5 separate regions of the Mus musculus genome follow, and all the other regions are linked to region 3. The links are chromatin contacts, called in public HiCAR-type, HiChIP or PLAC-seq, Micro-C and promoter capture Hi-C maps. All regions are on one chromosome and are shown on one strand. The core of a region is the stretch at or near the end of the contact, and the rest is flanking DNA. Distances in the headings are between cores, read along the strand shown. Region 1 overlaps Oxr1 (oxidation resistance 1). Region 2 overlaps Oxr1 (oxidation resistance 1). Region 3 has its middle 10 kb from the start of Gm46502. Region 4 overlaps Oxr1 (oxidation resistance 1). Region 5 holds the start of Oxr1 (oxidation resistance 1).

Region 1 (3,230 bases), core at 195-2,694, 440 kb before region 3:
CCACTTCTCTGGGCAGGAAACAGTCTTTGTTCTTACATCACATTTATTATTTAGATATAACTCTTGGCTTTACCCACTAAACTGTAAAACTGGAGAGCATGAATTGTTCCTTTATTTTCAATTTTCTTATAATATGAACTTGAGAAGCAGGAACCAAACCCTTAAGAAATGTATATAAACTAAATTACAGATACATATACAGTAAAGTTGTGTTGCTAGTTCCAAGGCAGTTTTAAAAAGCCAATTAAAAAAATTACATAATAAAGGTATGTAATATCCCTGTTCCTGCTCTATTTTAAGATAACTAAACTTTCCAGTAACATCATTTAAATGAACAAAATTAGCATTTGAAAAGAATTTTTGTTGTTTGAATTAAAAGGAATCAACATAAAATCATTCTAAAGCTGGTTTGAGGTGAATGTGCACAAAAAATTTATTAAAATACAAAACTTCGGAGTCAACGTGAATATCTCTAATCACAGTTAAGTCTAACTGTTCACAAGTACCATGCACTCATATGTTGCCCTATATTTCAGATAATTCAAAACACAGTGTCCAGAATACTGATTTTAAAACTCGTATCCTCAGGTGATTTCCTTTACATCATCATATTATAACAAATCACTTTACAACTTTTTTAAAATGCTATTTTTAATGCTATTTATTTAATTCTATATTTAAATGCTATTTAAAGATGCTATTACTTTCAGACATTGGAGTTTTGAAAGGAATCAGGCTCAGTTGTTGCTTTATAGAGAACTGCCAAACTAGCATATAGGTTTAGAACAGTGGTTTTCAACATGTGAGCCATGACCCCTTTGGGGTCACCTACCAGATATTCTGTATATCAGATATTTACACTATGATTCATAACAGTAGCAGAAGCAAAATTGCAGTTATGAGGTAGCAAAGAAAATAATTTTATGTTTAAGGTCACCACAGCATGAGAACTGTATTAAAGGGTCTCAGCTTTAGGAAGGTTGAGAACTTCCACTTGAAGCAAAAAAGTCAGATTAATGGCTAGGTGAGCTGCTCCTTATTAAGACAAAAGAAAAAAGGACCAGAGACAGGGGTCAGAGGTTCAGAGTGCTTACTGTTCTTCCAGAGGACCTGAGTTTGGATCCTAGCACTCTTGTGGTACAATTTACAATCGCTTATAAGTCCAGTTCCAGGGAATTCAACACTTCTGACCTTCATGAACACATCACACAAATATGTACATACACATACAAACACACAATTAAAGACAATAAATCTTAGACATATAATGAAGGAATTGCTTTTCACAAACACTGGGGCTAGAACTAATCATAACTAATCAGTTGAAGGTTTGCTTTACTTTGAAGCAGAGAAAACCTCTTTCTATGAGCAGTGAATGGAACTCCAGGCAATGTAGGATTTGCTGTTTGTTCTGTACAGTGAGCTCCTGCTGTGTCGTGGCCGGCTTACTCTCAGGGAGGATAGCGTTTGGGATGTGTTCATGGCCCTGCCACGTATCTCTTTTTGTTTTGATTGCCTGTGGGTTTCCATTCTAGTCCGAATTCTGAACATCAATGATTCAGTCACCTTCCCCTTCCATCAGCAAAAAAGTCACATTGTGTGCGGACTTCCAAGCTTCCATTTCCTGAGTATCTTTTGTGTGCCTCAAACAGAAGAAAATGCGGAGAGACAGACATGAAGCTGCATTCTTTGAGGTGGTAGGGAATGGTTTAAGAAATAGACACTTGGGAGGATGTGCCCAGGCATGATTTTGATCAAAAGACCACAGAGCCATTGCACTGTGACAAGATGTGCCTTCATAATCTGCCTCTAGCACGGCGTTGGTAAAATGCCTGGCTCGTTTAACTGTTTCAGTCGGGTATCTATTTCAAACACCCAGGCAATTGATCGTCCACATATCTGAGCACTCACCACACTATGAATAAATTATGGCCCATTCATCATGTGAAATACACACCAAGACAAAACTGAGCTGAAGTCCCACACACCACTCCCCTCAAAGCAGGTGCTACATTACAGTCTTGCAAAGTAATGTTTGTACTATTTTCATTTTTGTTTAAAAATATGAACCAACCCACATGATTGTAGGTTAAGGACAAAGAAAGTTGGGCAAGGACACTCTACCCTGCCAAAGAGAAAGAAGCAGATGTTGTAGGAGTGGTGGCAATTGCAGACCAATACACAAGGCACAGGGCACACTGAATAGTATGTAGCCTGTATTAAACAGTGGCATTTCTCCACAGTCAGTGGACTCCGATCTGAAGTCATTTCTAAAGAAACAATTGATAAGTTTTCTCAGTAAGTGACACAACTTTTAAAAGTTGAATTGTAGTCTATACAACCACCTGCTTTTGGCCGTTTTCAGCCTTTAAATATCCATGGAAAGAAGAGCTATAGATTCTGATCTGATTAAACAGTCACAACTGAGAAAGGGAGTGAGGTCAGCTACAGTAGGTTAGAACTCCCTGAAGGTCCTTCAAACCTTGGATTATCATGATTCAGGCGCATAATAAATCTATATTTTTTATAGATCAAGTTTCCAAATTAACTGTGATTTTATGGCTTTCAAATGCAAGTTCTCTGTCAAGTGCAATGTCCAGGCAGGCAGCGCCATGCTAATTAAGGAATCTCATTAAATATTCAAGTTTTAAGAATTGTGTTTTCCCCACCTTCTCACTTATAAACGTCGTATCAGAGAAGAAAAGCAGCATTAATTTTATTAGGTAATATAAAATGTTGCTTACCTCAGGGCTCAGGGAAGAGGAGAGAAGAGGAAGCAGAAAGATTTTAAGAACCCGAAGGGATGGAGGACGCCAAGGAAACCAGGCCTTCCTAACAGGGCAGTGCAAATGCACACAGGAGCTCATGGAGACTGTGGTAGCATGACCAGGGCCTGCACAGCTCAGCACCCAAAGGGGTCCCAGTGCTGTGAGGGACACAAGTCCCGTCCCTAACTTAGAAGCCATCTCCAGTTCATAACCACTCACAAATGAAATTGTAATGTTCTCAAAGGAGTCCCATGGGCTACACCAACCAGTCTTAAGGCTAGGCCCCATGCCCGGCAGTAAATGGCTAACACAAGCAAACTCAATAACCTTTACTTATTTTTTTCTTTTGAGCTTTTTTTTTTTTTTGAGATTTTTTTGTCATGACTTAAAAAACAAAAACCTTACATTTCCTTTGTATATATTATAATTTCTGATTTTGTGTTTTTATAGGATTTTGTATGT
Region 2 (2,969 bases), core at 36-2,535, 310 kb before region 3:
TAGATATCAGTGCCTTGTGAACAAAATCATTATTCTTTCACTATAATAAAAAAAATCACATTTGATATAGTTTAGACTAATCTGAGAAACATTAGATTGAAGTACTATTTAATCTTTTGTTGAGCTATGGAGGTTGAGAATCCCCTACATTCATTTTTGTTAACCTTCAGGCATTCCTTGAACATGTATGCACTTTTCTCTCCTATTATTATCTCTTATGGATACTAAATCTACCTTTATGTCCAAAATTACAAGTTAGAAGCCACAAGAAAAGACATTTTTTTTAATGTTACCAATAGCAAGTCATATAGGTGCAGGAAAGTTTCAAACATTAATCTGTATAATAGTATCAAAGGGTCTTCCAAATGCAAAATAAAAATGTAATTCATGCTGTGTTATAGTAAAAACGTCCGCAGAGACGGAAAATCCTCAAGAACGTGGAAGCAACAGAAAACTCAGAGCAGGTCCCCAAAGCCCAAGCCAAGGAGACACCCTCCAGTCTACCAGCAGGGAAGAGGAGAAGATGATGAGTCTTCAACCAGACCATGCACTGTGACTCGAGGCTAGAACCAGCAAATCAAACTCTCCGTACCAGTTGCAATTTATGAAGCAGAATGAAGGACCCCAGATGCTGGTTTACAATAGCAATGAAGTAAAAACACAGAACACAAACTGAGTCTTTGACAGACACTGATCACAAAAGACACTTGGGCCTAGGGAAATCAAAAGCTGTGGTGAAAACTTAAAAACCAAGCATGAAGAGAAAATAGGAGGATAAGGCGGGCATCATGTCTGGGGAATACCTAAGGGCTTGAAAAAATGAACTTAGGAAACTATCTTTCTTCCACAGCTAAACAAAGCATTAAATAATGTTTTAATGTAATGTTTCTCAAGTTAGTGTAAAACACATCCAATATGATTTTCATTGCAGTGCAAGAACTACGCAGTCTCTGAGTAATTCCTAAACCTACCGCTAGGCGTCTTTACACTCATCTAATTAGAAAGCTTGATTCTTCTAAGCTATTAACATGTTCAAGTACTTTCCTAAATCTCCCTCACGAAAAAGTAAAACTCCATAATGTGTGGGGAATGTGGAGCTAGCCAGTGGGTAAAGCTTGCAGTATAAGCAGGGGGTCCAAAGATTGGATTTTAATCACCCACAAAAACAAAAACAAAAACAAAAACAAAAACAAAAGATAATCAACAGCCACTGCACCACAAGGCTGGGCTCCCGGAAGCAGAGGTAGGACCCAGCAAAGTTACTGGCCAGTCAGTGCTGTCAATCAGTGAGCTCACTGAGTGTCAGTTTCAGTGAACTACTCTGTCTCAAAACACAAGGTAGAAAGAGACAGAAGGCGCTGGATGTCCGCCTGTTCCAGCATGAACGTGGTGTGTTCCCACACCCATGTGTGCACACATACACATAAACCGCACACCCATACAAACACACACAAACACACACACAATGTGACATCCACATCCACCCATGTTACTATTTAAGCTACGGATACATAATTTTATGGCTATCGTTTTAATATTAGAGGAGAGAATTGAGGTATCACAGGTTTTGCAAATAAAATAGTGAATACGGCATAGGCCTAAATTATTAAAGCGTAATTAATTAACAGAGGCAGCACTTGGGAAGATAAGGTGCCATAACACATTCAACATCAGTGAATATAACTTTTTTATATAATAATTTTAGCTGGGCCTAACTAGTAATTTCTGCTCACTCAGAAGACAGAAGCATGGAATTCCTGAGTTTAGCTTTCATTGTTTTCTTTTTAAAACATTATACCACTTAAAATAAAAGGTAGAAAATGAAAGGTAATTCTTGCCATAGTTTTTTTTTTTAATCTCAAACAAAAGAACGAATATAAACTGAGTGTGGGGCTTTTCTCTGTGTATTAACTGAAGTAGGAGAAATAGTTAATCATATTATGATGACTTCCAACCTCTGACTGCAACAGCAGAAAGGGAATTCTCTCTACTCAAAGGTGGAAGTTGTAACAGTGTTTCCCTAAAATGCACACTATTTAGAACTTGGCGGCCAATATGTCAGCCAATAGCCAGAAGTACCTACTGAGCTCTTAAAAAGGGCCAACTCAATGGAGTTTCACTTTTAAATTTAACTGAGATAGGTTCTGAAATGAAATGTATGAATTGAATTTTGAAGATATTACAAAAGCGGTAAATATTACAAAAATCCTTTTCAATATTGCTTATAAATTAAAATGATTTTTATTATTACATTGAGCTAAAAGGGTATTATTAAAAATAATTTAGCCCACCTGGATTTGTGTTTGATTTTCTAATATTTTATTACATTCATTCATTTCTGGGAAGAGGTGGCTTGTGTGTGACAGCATGCATGTGGACCTCAGAGGACAAGCTGTGGCCATGGGCAATGGTTCTCTCCTTTTACCACACGGGTTCTGGAAACGGACTCAGGTTATCAGGCTTCGTGGCATGAGTCTTTACTCTCTGAGCCATCATGCTGGCTCTAATGCCTTGAGAAAATTAAACAACACATAGCTCCCATCATATTAATATTACCTAGCCTTGAGTCTAGATACCTTAAACAAAGTGGGGAATTTGGTTGGATAGATCTTTTCAAGCTAGTACCCCTCACTTTAAAATAAATTGGACAACTATGCCATTTTGTTTTTACATTTTATTCTTAAGATTCTAATATAATCACATTTCTCCCATCCTTCCTTCCCTCCAAACCTTCCCACATGCCCACCCTTGCTCTCTCTTTAAATCCATGGCCTCTTTCCTTATTAATTATTGCTTTTTTATTAGTCGTGGGATTTTACTCATTTGGAATAACTCCTGGCTTAGACTCTACAACAGCAGAAAAGACAAAATTCAAAGCATTCATCCAAGTAAAAGATGTCTTTAAGCACAATATGTAGAATGCTAACCTGGGTAAAGAAGATAGTTGATTATATTTTGCTAGTTAAATT
Region 3 (3,054 bases), core at 246-2,745:
CCATGGTTAGAGGTGCTCCGGCCCAGGAGCAACAGGGCTGAAAGGGCCAAGGTAGCAAGTCAGCTTCATCAAGACTGTTAAGGCCTGGAATTCTGAATTTAGCAGCATGAACTTCTACATGGGTTCGGAAGCACGGAAGTTCAAGGATACTTAGCCATCACTGCGGAAGGGGTGGGCGTAGGTGGGGTGGGGTGGGGGGTGGGGGTGGTAGGTTTTTTTCCTTGATAATATCAACAAAAGAAGGCTGTATGTAGCTTCTGGAATTAAATGGGTGCAGTTTCTTGTTCTTTGTTTTTCCTCCAAGCTGGGGACTGAGGTGAAAACCTGGAGGTGGTTAATTTAATGACTAGACGAGGAGGAAAATGAACCTAAAACCTTCCCACTGCTTCTGTAGACTTCAGTGTCAGACGTTTTTATCCATTAGTAGTTTTACAACACGTTATTAACCCATATCAGTTTTGCCATATTTCATAATAGGATGGATTTTTTTCAGCTATACAAATAGTGACCACTATGAAATGTATTTTATTATGAAATAGTTGAACATTTATAATTGACTGATAGCATATTAGGTTTATTTATAACGATGTCATTTGTGCGACCAAAATTAAACAGAGCGACTTTTGATGAATAGGGATTAAGTTTGCGCTCCCAGCACATCTAGTTACTTTGGAATCTGAAGATGGCATTGTAAGACTCTGATGAGCCTTAGCTTACTGGGGACCCCTGATTGAACCACTCAGAGTGGGGGAAGCATGCAAAAAGCAAGAGGAATTTATTGTTCCAATGCGTTTGGGGTCATCCTGCACCGGAAGGAGAGGCAGCCTCAAGCAGCCCAGTCAGGGAGTTTTTTATACAGTTTTCGGAGCAGCAGCCATTAGTCACAATGTGATTGGCAGAACAGTGTAATTTTTAAACTGATTGGTCACTAGGGGAATGAGGTGGCAAGAACTTCCCTTGTCTGTAGGTGGCCTTGTCTGTAGGTCTGTCCTACAGAATGTGTTTACCTCCTTTGGACCTCCCCAGCCTGCAGGTAGAGGTTGATCAGTGTCTCCCGCCCCACCTTGGCTGAGGAATGTTAATTAGCCCCTCCTTTCTGGAGGGGAGGGGTGCCTAAGTGTTCCATGACCTTTTTTCTTCCAGGAGGGGAGGGGTCTGGTGGCATTTTCCAAAGGTCCTGAACTGGCCTCTTCAACACACCATTAGGTGGGTGAATCCTTTGAATTCTCTGCTTCCCTTCGAATTGGGAAACAGTTTTCATTTACTTTCATAAAGTCGAAGGTAATAAAATGGCAGTTGTTTTTGTTGCCCGAGAAATGGAAGGAGCAAGTTCAAGGATAAAAATGAGTAACTGCTGTGGGCTGAGGTTGTTCGAATAAGCAATTCCGTTCTTTTGTGAAAAATTCTCGGTTCTCCATTAATTACATGAACTTCCTGTAGGGCTACAAAGTATCTGCGGCAGTTATTTAAAGAGCAGCACCACCTAGTGGCTAAATAATGCAACTACTTTATCCTAAACAGAAAAGAAAAACAGTTTCAATATCCAGACAGGTAGCTATCCAAACAGTGTCTGTTATTAGAACTATTCCTCACAAGTTTTCTTATTTACTGACTTCACTGTTTTAAAATATGGTTTTTTTTTAAAATAAAAAGGTCTGTAACCATAACAAATGTTAACTCTTCCATGTTCACTTTAAGAGCATTAAAAATTATTGGAAAGGTCACTGTGGTAATTTTAACATTGTGATCTTTAAAAATGAATTTTAAAGAACCTTTAAAATATTTGCTCCTTTAAGGCATTGAAATTCACTTACTAAAATTATTACATGTTTCTTATAGTCTCATTTGTACGGACATATTTTGAAGGCATTTAGTTCAAAAATCTTCAGCCATAAAATACCATCAGAATTCAAAAAGCCATTTGGAGAAGGACATATATTTATTATACTGTTAGTATGATTATTTAGAGTAGTGATTCTCAACTTAATTTTGGTATCACTTAATATAGTATCTCATCTTGTAACATGTTCCCCAGCCATAAAATTATTTTCATTGCTACTTCATAGCTGTAATTTTGCTAGTAGCATGAATGTAAATGTTTGTGTTTTCTGATGGTCTTAGGAGCCCCCTTGAAAAAATTGCGGGTCGCGACCCACAGTTTGAGAATCACTTATTTGGAGCCAGTCTTGCGCATCTACAGAAGCATTTGGTTCAGAATACAGTGTTGCTGCCCTCTTGTGGCTAGAAGAGCACACCGCGCCTGGATATGATCAGTCAAAGAGAAAGTTTTATAATTTAAGAAAGAAAAGAAAAAAAGGAATGCGAGCCGTTTTCACATTTGTTTATCCACCATAGCCAAAGTTCCAAATGCTTAGTTAATTTACTTACAGGGCCAACCAAAGGAAATGAACTTATTTGAACTTCCCATCTGAATTTATTTAACCATACACTCCCCCAACCACACACATACCCCTACTTACATAACTTTCACTAACCACTACAAACCCTGCAGAACATCTTTTGTAAAAGTACGAGTTAACACCTTTTACCTAATACTGCGGTAATTGGTTTTGTTCTCACTCTTAGTATCTTAAAGAATAAACTGCATCTAAGTTAAGCTGAAAATCCTCCCTTTGACTTCCATTTCATCCTGGGATGAGTTCAGTAGCTCTTTCCAAGGTGCAGGACATGCATTTTATGTGCTGAGATGCTCTGGCCCCTGTCGTTGTGGCACTGAATGGAAAACAAGCTTTCGATGCATGTTCCAAATGCAGAAGCCAAGCGCTTCCTACAATGTTGGCTGGGACACTGCTGCTAGGATGAATGGTGCTTTTCAGATTCCTCGCAGCAGAGAGAGCGGGTTTTCCAGGAGGAGTTCCGACTTCCTGTTTACATCTCTCATCTTGGATTAGGAGTTTTATGGAGGACTAAAGGAAAACAAGGCAGAAACAAAGGAGCGATTTAGCCTCTGCTTTAAGATACAGGCATCTTAGGGCAGCGTTTTTGTTTTTTTTTGTTTTTGTTCCCTGTCTGAAGGCTTCCTAAATACTTCTG
Region 4 (3,098 bases), core at 454-2,953, 460 kb before region 3:
AGTAGTCATCTAACCTAAAGGCCTACAACTCCAGCAACTTCTGCGTATATAATACTGAGAAGGTTCAATGAAGAGTGTCTCACATGGGTTCATGTATTTGAACACTTGGTTCTCCAATTGGTGGTACTATATGGGAAGGTTATGGAACCCACAGGAAGTAGTGCCTTGCTGGACAAAGTGAGGAGGTCTTATAGAGGTTACAGACAATCTCTATGTTGGATTCACACTCTCCACTTCCTGCTGCTGGTTGGGAATATGAACTCTAGGCCTCCAGCCCGGGCTGCCTGCTGCCACGCCATCCCTAGGATTAGGTACTCTCAGTCTGGAAATCATACACCCAAACAAACTCCTCCTCCCTTTAAGTTGTTTTTGGTTATGACACATGATCACAGCAACAAAAAAAATGAACTAACAAAAATATAGACTTTCACAATTTAGAAAAATTATAATGAACATTGAAAAAATATTTTAGTATAAATCCCTATGTGAAGTCTTTTGTCCCTGCTCAGGGCTTGAGAAACCTGGCTACCCCACTTATGATTCTGGACTGGTGAACTTCATTAAAACATTAATATCCCCACCCCATAACATTGATATACTATTTATTATACATGATATGTAGTACTTTGGGGATTAATTATTCTGGGAACTCAAGGTCTTTGAAGAAGCATGTCTTTTATAAAACAATTAGCTTTTCCACTGGAAAGAAGACCTGTGGTTAATAGCTTAAAACATGAAGGAGCTTGCCTCACTGTCCCGGGCCTGGAGGCAGGACAGTAAACAATAGGTATTTCTTTTACACTGAGCATCATTTAGGCGACCCGCTGGTAACATGTTCGTGGTGCACACACCTAAGAGCTTAAGCACATAGAGCGCAAGGTGCTGTGGTCACAGATAAGCACTAGAAAAACCAGGAATGCTAAACACGCTAGATGATCTCCAGATAGAGGAGACGTTTACCCTTTCTCCACTGGGAAAGCTAGCAATGGATGTAGTTAATAGCCTGGTGATCTGTGCTATTTATAGGACCAGGCCACACCCGAATCCCCCAGGCTACCATGTTTGTTTATCCCAGACTCTTCCTCCCTAGACATTTATCTCAGTGAATAAAACCTATCCTTTTGGGAGATGTCATTTGTACTTCACAACAGCCTCAGTAACTTCTATGCTATTTGTAGGGCCAGGCCTCTCCTGACTCCCACAGAATTGTATATTTATACATCATTCTCCTTAGACCCTGACCTTGAGCACTGTTTCTTAACCAACATAACACATCTTTCTGGAAAAGCCACATGTACTTTGTAAAGAGTTTCAATGTAAACACTTTGTTAATTCTAATTAACACAGGATTGAGTCAATTATCACCAGGAGACTCTTTTCCCAAAATTGTGCTATACTTAAATATGCCTAAATTAAAATGATCAAGGTCACACCCTACAACTTTGGGACATCACCAGCTATTGAGTTGTGTTGAACTGGACTTCCTTCTTGTCTCGCACCAAATGTTACTCTGACAGCCCTGGTGTTTGCAGAGACCCCACCCCCAAGATGGCCATAGAGTGCTGAGGGAAACCACACCTGATTACGTGTCAGTTCTGGCTCTGACTTTCTTCTCATTTTACTTCAGATGCTTGGAGGCAGCTGTGCCGAAAGTCTGGATTTCTATTTAAAGTTTTCCTCTGAGGTCTTTCTGAGCTGACACCATCGAAGGAGATCAGGAAACTATGGTGAGGGTAACCATGTCACTTGCTCACTCTCAGCAGACACTTCTAATGTAAATGTGACACCAGAAAGCTTGAGAAACTGTCGTGAGCCTGGTAATATAAGCGGATATAACTTATGTAGCTTGTCACAGGATTTCCTTTGCAGTCCACTGTTAAAATGTGGAATAAAAGTGGCCACTTACCTACTTGAGTATGTGCTTCGTGAGAGTTGATCTAAAGCCCCAAGTTGGCCATCTTAATTACTCCTCACGAGTTGTTCCTTCTGGGTTTCATTTCACAGGCACATGTCAGATGACACCCTCTAACTCACAGGAGATTATACACCCCTGAGTTAGCCTTGCTCCTTGACCCAGCCACTATTAACCATAGAGCCCCATTCTACATCTCCTCATCATAGAAAATGTTACCAGCATGCACTAGTCATTTTCAGCCCTGAAAGTGGAAAGTTTTACATGAGAAACATTTTCATAGGAGCTCGCTGTGAAGGTTGAAAAGAAGTGACACATAGACATATTAATTGTATGGATCATTTAATATTCCAGATAAGTCAAAGTGTGCGGGAAGTACCTGGACGTCAATGACAGTGAACTGTGGTTTGTGTAAAATATTAACTGAAAATTTGAGCTAAGCACTCATAGAAGTCAGTAAAGAGAAATTGGGAATGGGAAGGAGTTATAAAGCATGCCAGTAATCACAGTGAGACGGCTGATGGAGGACTCCCAGGCAGGAGCAATGCACAGAGGAGCTCTGGCTATCAAAATTAACATAGGAGAAATTGGGAGGCTCACATATGGAGCTCAGCATCGGGAAGGATGTCAGAAAGGAATGGAGAGAAATGAGTGATAGCCCAGAGTCAGAGAGAGCCATCGGACTCCAGAACCAGCAACAGAGACTACCGCAGTTTCCATGATAAATGTGTCCTATGTGTGCATTTCCCTCAGGGCACACAGGCCATCCACATCGCCACATGACAGCAGCTCCTCCAGTTTCCCTAAACACAGGCCAAACTAGGCAAGCTGAAGTCATCATTCTTGTGTGCTGACACACGACTACGGTGACAGCCTATACACCTTCCTCTGAGAGTAGGCCAGAGCCCTGGGGTAATACCTGCTCACATTGGGCCTTTAATTTTCTATGGCTCGTGGTACAGTGTGGCACTGTGTCTTCCCCCATACCCTATTGTCCAACAGATATTTTACCTGTTCCCCCCCTTTTTTTGCAGCTGCTCCTGGTCCTAGGACTTGATATAAGCACATTGACCACAGTCCTGTGCTCTAATCCCACTGAAAGTTTTCAGATAATTAAACAGGGAATGCTATGTGCATGTGCGTGCATGCAAGTGTGCGTGCGTGCAGGGGTGTATGTGTGTGTGTG
Region 5 (3,087 bases), core at 49-2,548, 280 kb before region 3:
GAGACAGACTGCACAGCTCGGAGGACCCCTGGCCTGCACCACGCACCTGCAAAGCGCATGCATGTACACCCCCTGCTGCGTGTTGCACGCTGCAGACTTCTACCTTACTAACCAGCCCAAAACACAAATTCCCCCTCCCCATAGGAGACTAGGGATCCCCTTGGCCTAGAACACACACCACTCCCCCTCTGTGTAACGCACAAACCCAGCCCCACATTGCTTAAAAGGAACCCGGATACACAATCCGGTAAGCGAAAGCACTGGTGGCTCCCCTTAAGTGACTACCTTCCTCCCTGCTTCATCTCTGTCCAGGATCCTAGGAGCCTCCAAACCAGATAGGAGATGGAAGAGGAACCTCAGAGAAGTACCTCTAAACCTCTACCATGGGACTTGACTCACGGAAGCCTCCAACCCTATGCACAGGTTTGCAACTCCCCTTCCTCCCTATCCTAGGCATGAATCTACCCCACTCCCTGCTCACATTCCCCCATATCCCTCATCACCTTTCCAGCCCTCCCTTCCAGGCCACTTTCTAAACCCGCTGGTTCTCACAACGTGTTGCCTCACACACTCCCTCCGGAGGCTTGAATTAAATCTGCCTCTTTCCATCATATCTACCTAAGCTTGTTCTGATTCCCCGAATTAACCAAGTTCACCCGCCCATCAGGCGCCCACTGACCCTTCCACTGGCGTCCTTTACTCTCCTACAAATCCGCTTTTCACACGCCCCACTTTCCATCTATCTCCCCTTCTGTCATCCTGGTTCAGGACACACCGCCCTTCTATTTTGCTCTCTGACCCTCTGTCAGTCCTAGGGACACCACTTTCCCTTTTTGGCTGTTCCCAGGCAGGTCCCTGCTCTCCAAACCTTCCCTTCCCCATCGGGCACTAGCCGGCTCCTGGCCTGCCGGGTCCGCTCCCTCATCCGCGGTCCTTCTTCCTTCCAGAGTGACCCACACCTGAACCCTGAGCCAGTCCTACCCTCCGGGGTCTGCTCATTATAGCTTTTGCTAGAGCATCCTTGTAAGCAGGAGCTCTCTACCTGCCCAGCGGTTGGGAGAAGCGCGGGACTCCGGAGGCAGAAGGCTGCCCGCTCTCCGGGTGTCCAGGCGCTCTTCCCGCTCGCCATCCCCAGCTCCCCCAGCGCCTAGCCCTCGCCCCGGCGGCGCCCAGCAGCCGCACAAACTTACTTGCGGGTCGGCGGGAGGGGGCTGCGGCGAGCGGTGCGAGCCCCGTAGCGGCGAGTGCGCCCCTCTCGGTGGGGCCGGGCGGCGCTGGCACTGCGCTCCCGCGGCCGCGCGCGGACTGCGCTCAGCCTGACGCAGCCCAGCTCTGCCCCCACCGCCGTCGCCGCCGCCGGGGCCGCGGAGCGCTTGCAGACTTGCTCAGTTTCCGGACCTGCCCGCGTGGAAGCTACCAAGAGCCATCCGCGGCGGGGGAGGCGGCGCCGAGCTGCAGAGCGACGGCCACGAGCTGGAGGCGACCACGCCGGCGGCTCCGGGAAAAGGGGGGGCGAAGCCCTGCTAAAAATAGCTCCTGCGGAAGGAAGCTACCGGCTGCCAGCGCACCCCCTTTCCGCGCGTCCCCGCAGCGAACTCTCGGGCTCCGGGAGCTGGCGTCCTCCTGGACCCCTGCCCTGGGAAACCGTGCCCCAAGAACAGACACCTGCCAGGGTAGCCAGAGCAGAGTCCCAACTCCAGGCTGCGGGGTATGGCACCCCTTCCCGTCCCCGGTCCCCAGAGCTGCCCAGCAGCCCTAGCCTCAGGGCCTTAGACAGAGACATCGAGAAGATACTGGTCTGAAATTATGGGAAAGCTCCTCTGCTACTGACTTACCAAGAGGAAGAAAAAAGTTTTCAGGGTTATTCTGGTGGAATTGGAACGAGAAATCAAGGAAGGCGGGCAAAATACAAAGATCTGGCCAAAGGGTGAAGGTATGGGGCTGTGGGTTGAAAGGGGCTCTGGAAAGATCTCCTTAAATACAAGAGTAGGCTGGGCTTCTCCCCGACTTCTATTTCCGCAGGATTTTACATAATTAGTTGACACTCAGCCTGACCTTGGAGGCACTGTTCCTGTTGCCTGAACTGTAATTTACTTTCCCTGCCTGCTGCCTTCTACTTCCACCGCTCCCACCTTTCCAACTCTGCCTGGGAAATTATGAGAGAGGAGTAGGGGTAGGGGCCAAAGTACAACTAGGTAGACTGGACCTCGGCCCTTTCTTGAAGGAAGTCGGTCCCTTTGCCAAGATGAGACTGCATCAATCCGACCAGCAAATCAGCCCAAAGGCCTCTCAAAACCTGGTAGTGAGTGGGTTCTCACTATTAATCTCCAGGATACCCCACCTCAATTGCTGACAACTAGTGTTATCTCTTCTCTCCTTTGAAAGTGAAACGTCCATCAGTCTGTAAAACGAAAGCCAAGAGGAAAGGGGAGGAGGAAATATTTATACTGAAAAGGAAAAGAAATGAATTTGAGAAAAGCATAGTGATGTACATGCATTTCGTAATGAAACCCATTATTTTTTACCCTGAAAAAATCAATAAAGATTTCAATTATAAGAATGAGATGTTCACATATTTCCTGGGTCAAGTTATAGTTTTAGCTTTTTCTCTGGAAGTCACCAAATTAGATTCATCAGTTAAGAATTCATTGCTTTTATTTGACAGAAGAGGACGTTGAAGCCTGGAGACAACTGTTGCCTGAAATAATACCTAATTGAACCCAAAATCTGCCGGATGAGAAATTACCCAAGTTTAAATATAACCTATTATTTCCTGAAATCCATAGCTGTAGTTAGAGTAAGAAATCAGGAAACTAGGCGCAGTTTTCAGTGCAGCTAATGAATTTGGTAATCTTGTTTTCTCTACTTGTAAGAAGGAAATCCAGAGCCTAGATTTTGCGTTCTCTTGAAAGTGACTATTTTATCCCAGTTCATTTATGTCTTTTGAGGTTATGCATGGACTAGAACTGAGCTTCACCAAGAGCTCACAGTACATGCTCAATAAAAATGCATTCACTTGCCATTATTGAGACTTAGGAAAGCTTGGCTTGCCAACAGAAGGCACACGGTTGTACTTTTTAACAGCGC

What was found. Promoter capture Hi-C pulls out the DNA fragments that hold promoters and counts their contacts. Hi-C and Micro-C count contacts between places; a contact is called where the count stands out from the background. HiCAR-type assays count read pairs that join an accessible place to other places. HiChIP or PLAC-seq counts read pairs in DNA pulled down with a chosen protein or histone mark.
Region 1: a HiCAR-type map of embryonic stem cells shows a contact between it and region 3, with 5 times the contacts expected there. The contact joins two enhancer-like sites. A contact is called at or near these places in 1 of 484 Hi-C or Micro-C datasets (adipose-derived mesenchymal stem cells) and 1 of 115 datasets of contacts at active chromatin or transcription factors (embryonic stem cells).
Region 2: a Micro-C map of embryonic stem cells shows a contact between it and region 3, with 4 times the contacts expected there. The contact joins two enhancer-like sites. A contact is called at or near these places in 2 of 484 Hi-C or Micro-C datasets (both in embryonic stem cells) and 3 of 115 datasets of contacts at active chromatin or transcription factors (all in embryonic stem cells).
Region 4: a contact with region 3 is called in an H3K27ac HiChIP or PLAC-seq map of embryonic stem cells, with 4 times the contacts expected there. The contact joins two enhancer-like sites. A contact is called at or near these places in 1 of 484 Hi-C or Micro-C datasets (adipose-derived mesenchymal stem cells) and 1 of 115 datasets of contacts at active chromatin or transcription factors (embryonic stem cells).
Region 5: a promoter capture Hi-C map of embryonic stem cells shows a contact between it and region 3, with 2.6 times the contacts expected there. The contact joins the promoter of Oxr1 here to the enhancer-like site in region 3. A contact is called at or near these places in 9 of 39 promoter capture datasets (cranial neural crest, embryonic stem cells, hippocampal neurons and 3 more), 11 of 484 Hi-C or Micro-C datasets (LSK cells, cerebellar granule neurons, cortical neurons and 3 more) and 7 of 115 datasets of contacts at active chromatin or transcription factors (astrocytes, bone marrow-derived dendritic cells and embryonic stem cells).

What each region holds. Positions count from the first base shown.
Region 1 is chr15:41,604,870-41,608,099 of GRCm38.p6, reverse strand. The region is part of intron 2 of Oxr1 (oxidation resistance 1); the gene reads right to left. Among named protein-coding and RNA genes, the nearest start is that of Oxr1, 160 kb to the right of the region's middle. Within about 2 kb of position 1,444, at least 8 of the 459 cell types and tissues checked have an H3K27ac peak or open chromatin away from gene starts, as enhancers often do. A contact at or near this core is called in embryonic stem cells, where this site is marked.
Region 2 is chr15:41,475,182-41,478,150 of GRCm38.p6, reverse strand. All of the region lies in intron 1 of Oxr1 (oxidation resistance 1), which reads right to left. Among named protein-coding and RNA genes, the nearest start is that of Oxr1, 29 kb to the right of the region's middle. Within about 2 kb of position 1,285, at least 5 of the 459 cell types and tissues checked have an H3K27ac peak or open chromatin away from gene starts, as enhancers often do. A contact at or near this core is called in embryonic stem cells, where this site is marked.
Region 3 is chr15:41,162,217-41,165,270 of GRCm38.p6, reverse strand. No RefSeq gene overlaps it. Among named protein-coding and RNA genes, the nearest start is that of Gm46502, 10 kb to the left of the region's middle. Within about 2 kb of position 1,495, at least 74 of the 459 cell types and tissues checked have an H3K27ac peak or open chromatin away from gene starts, as enhancers often do. A contact at or near this core is called in cortical neurons, embryonic stem cells, muscle stem cells and 2 more, where this site is marked.
Region 4 is chr15:41,624,691-41,627,788 of GRCm38.p6, reverse strand. All of the region lies in intron 2 of Oxr1 (oxidation resistance 1), which reads right to left. Among named protein-coding and RNA genes, the nearest start is that of Oxr1, 180 kb to the right of the region's middle. Within about 2 kb of position 1,703, at least 18 of the 459 cell types and tissues checked have an H3K27ac peak or open chromatin away from gene starts, as enhancers often do. A contact at or near this core is called in embryonic stem cells, where this site is marked.
Region 5 is chr15:41,445,693-41,448,779 of GRCm38.p6, reverse strand. Oxr1 (oxidation resistance 1) reads right to left here and starts at 1,298. Exons shown (of 17, transcript NM_001130166.1): 1 at 1,191-1,298.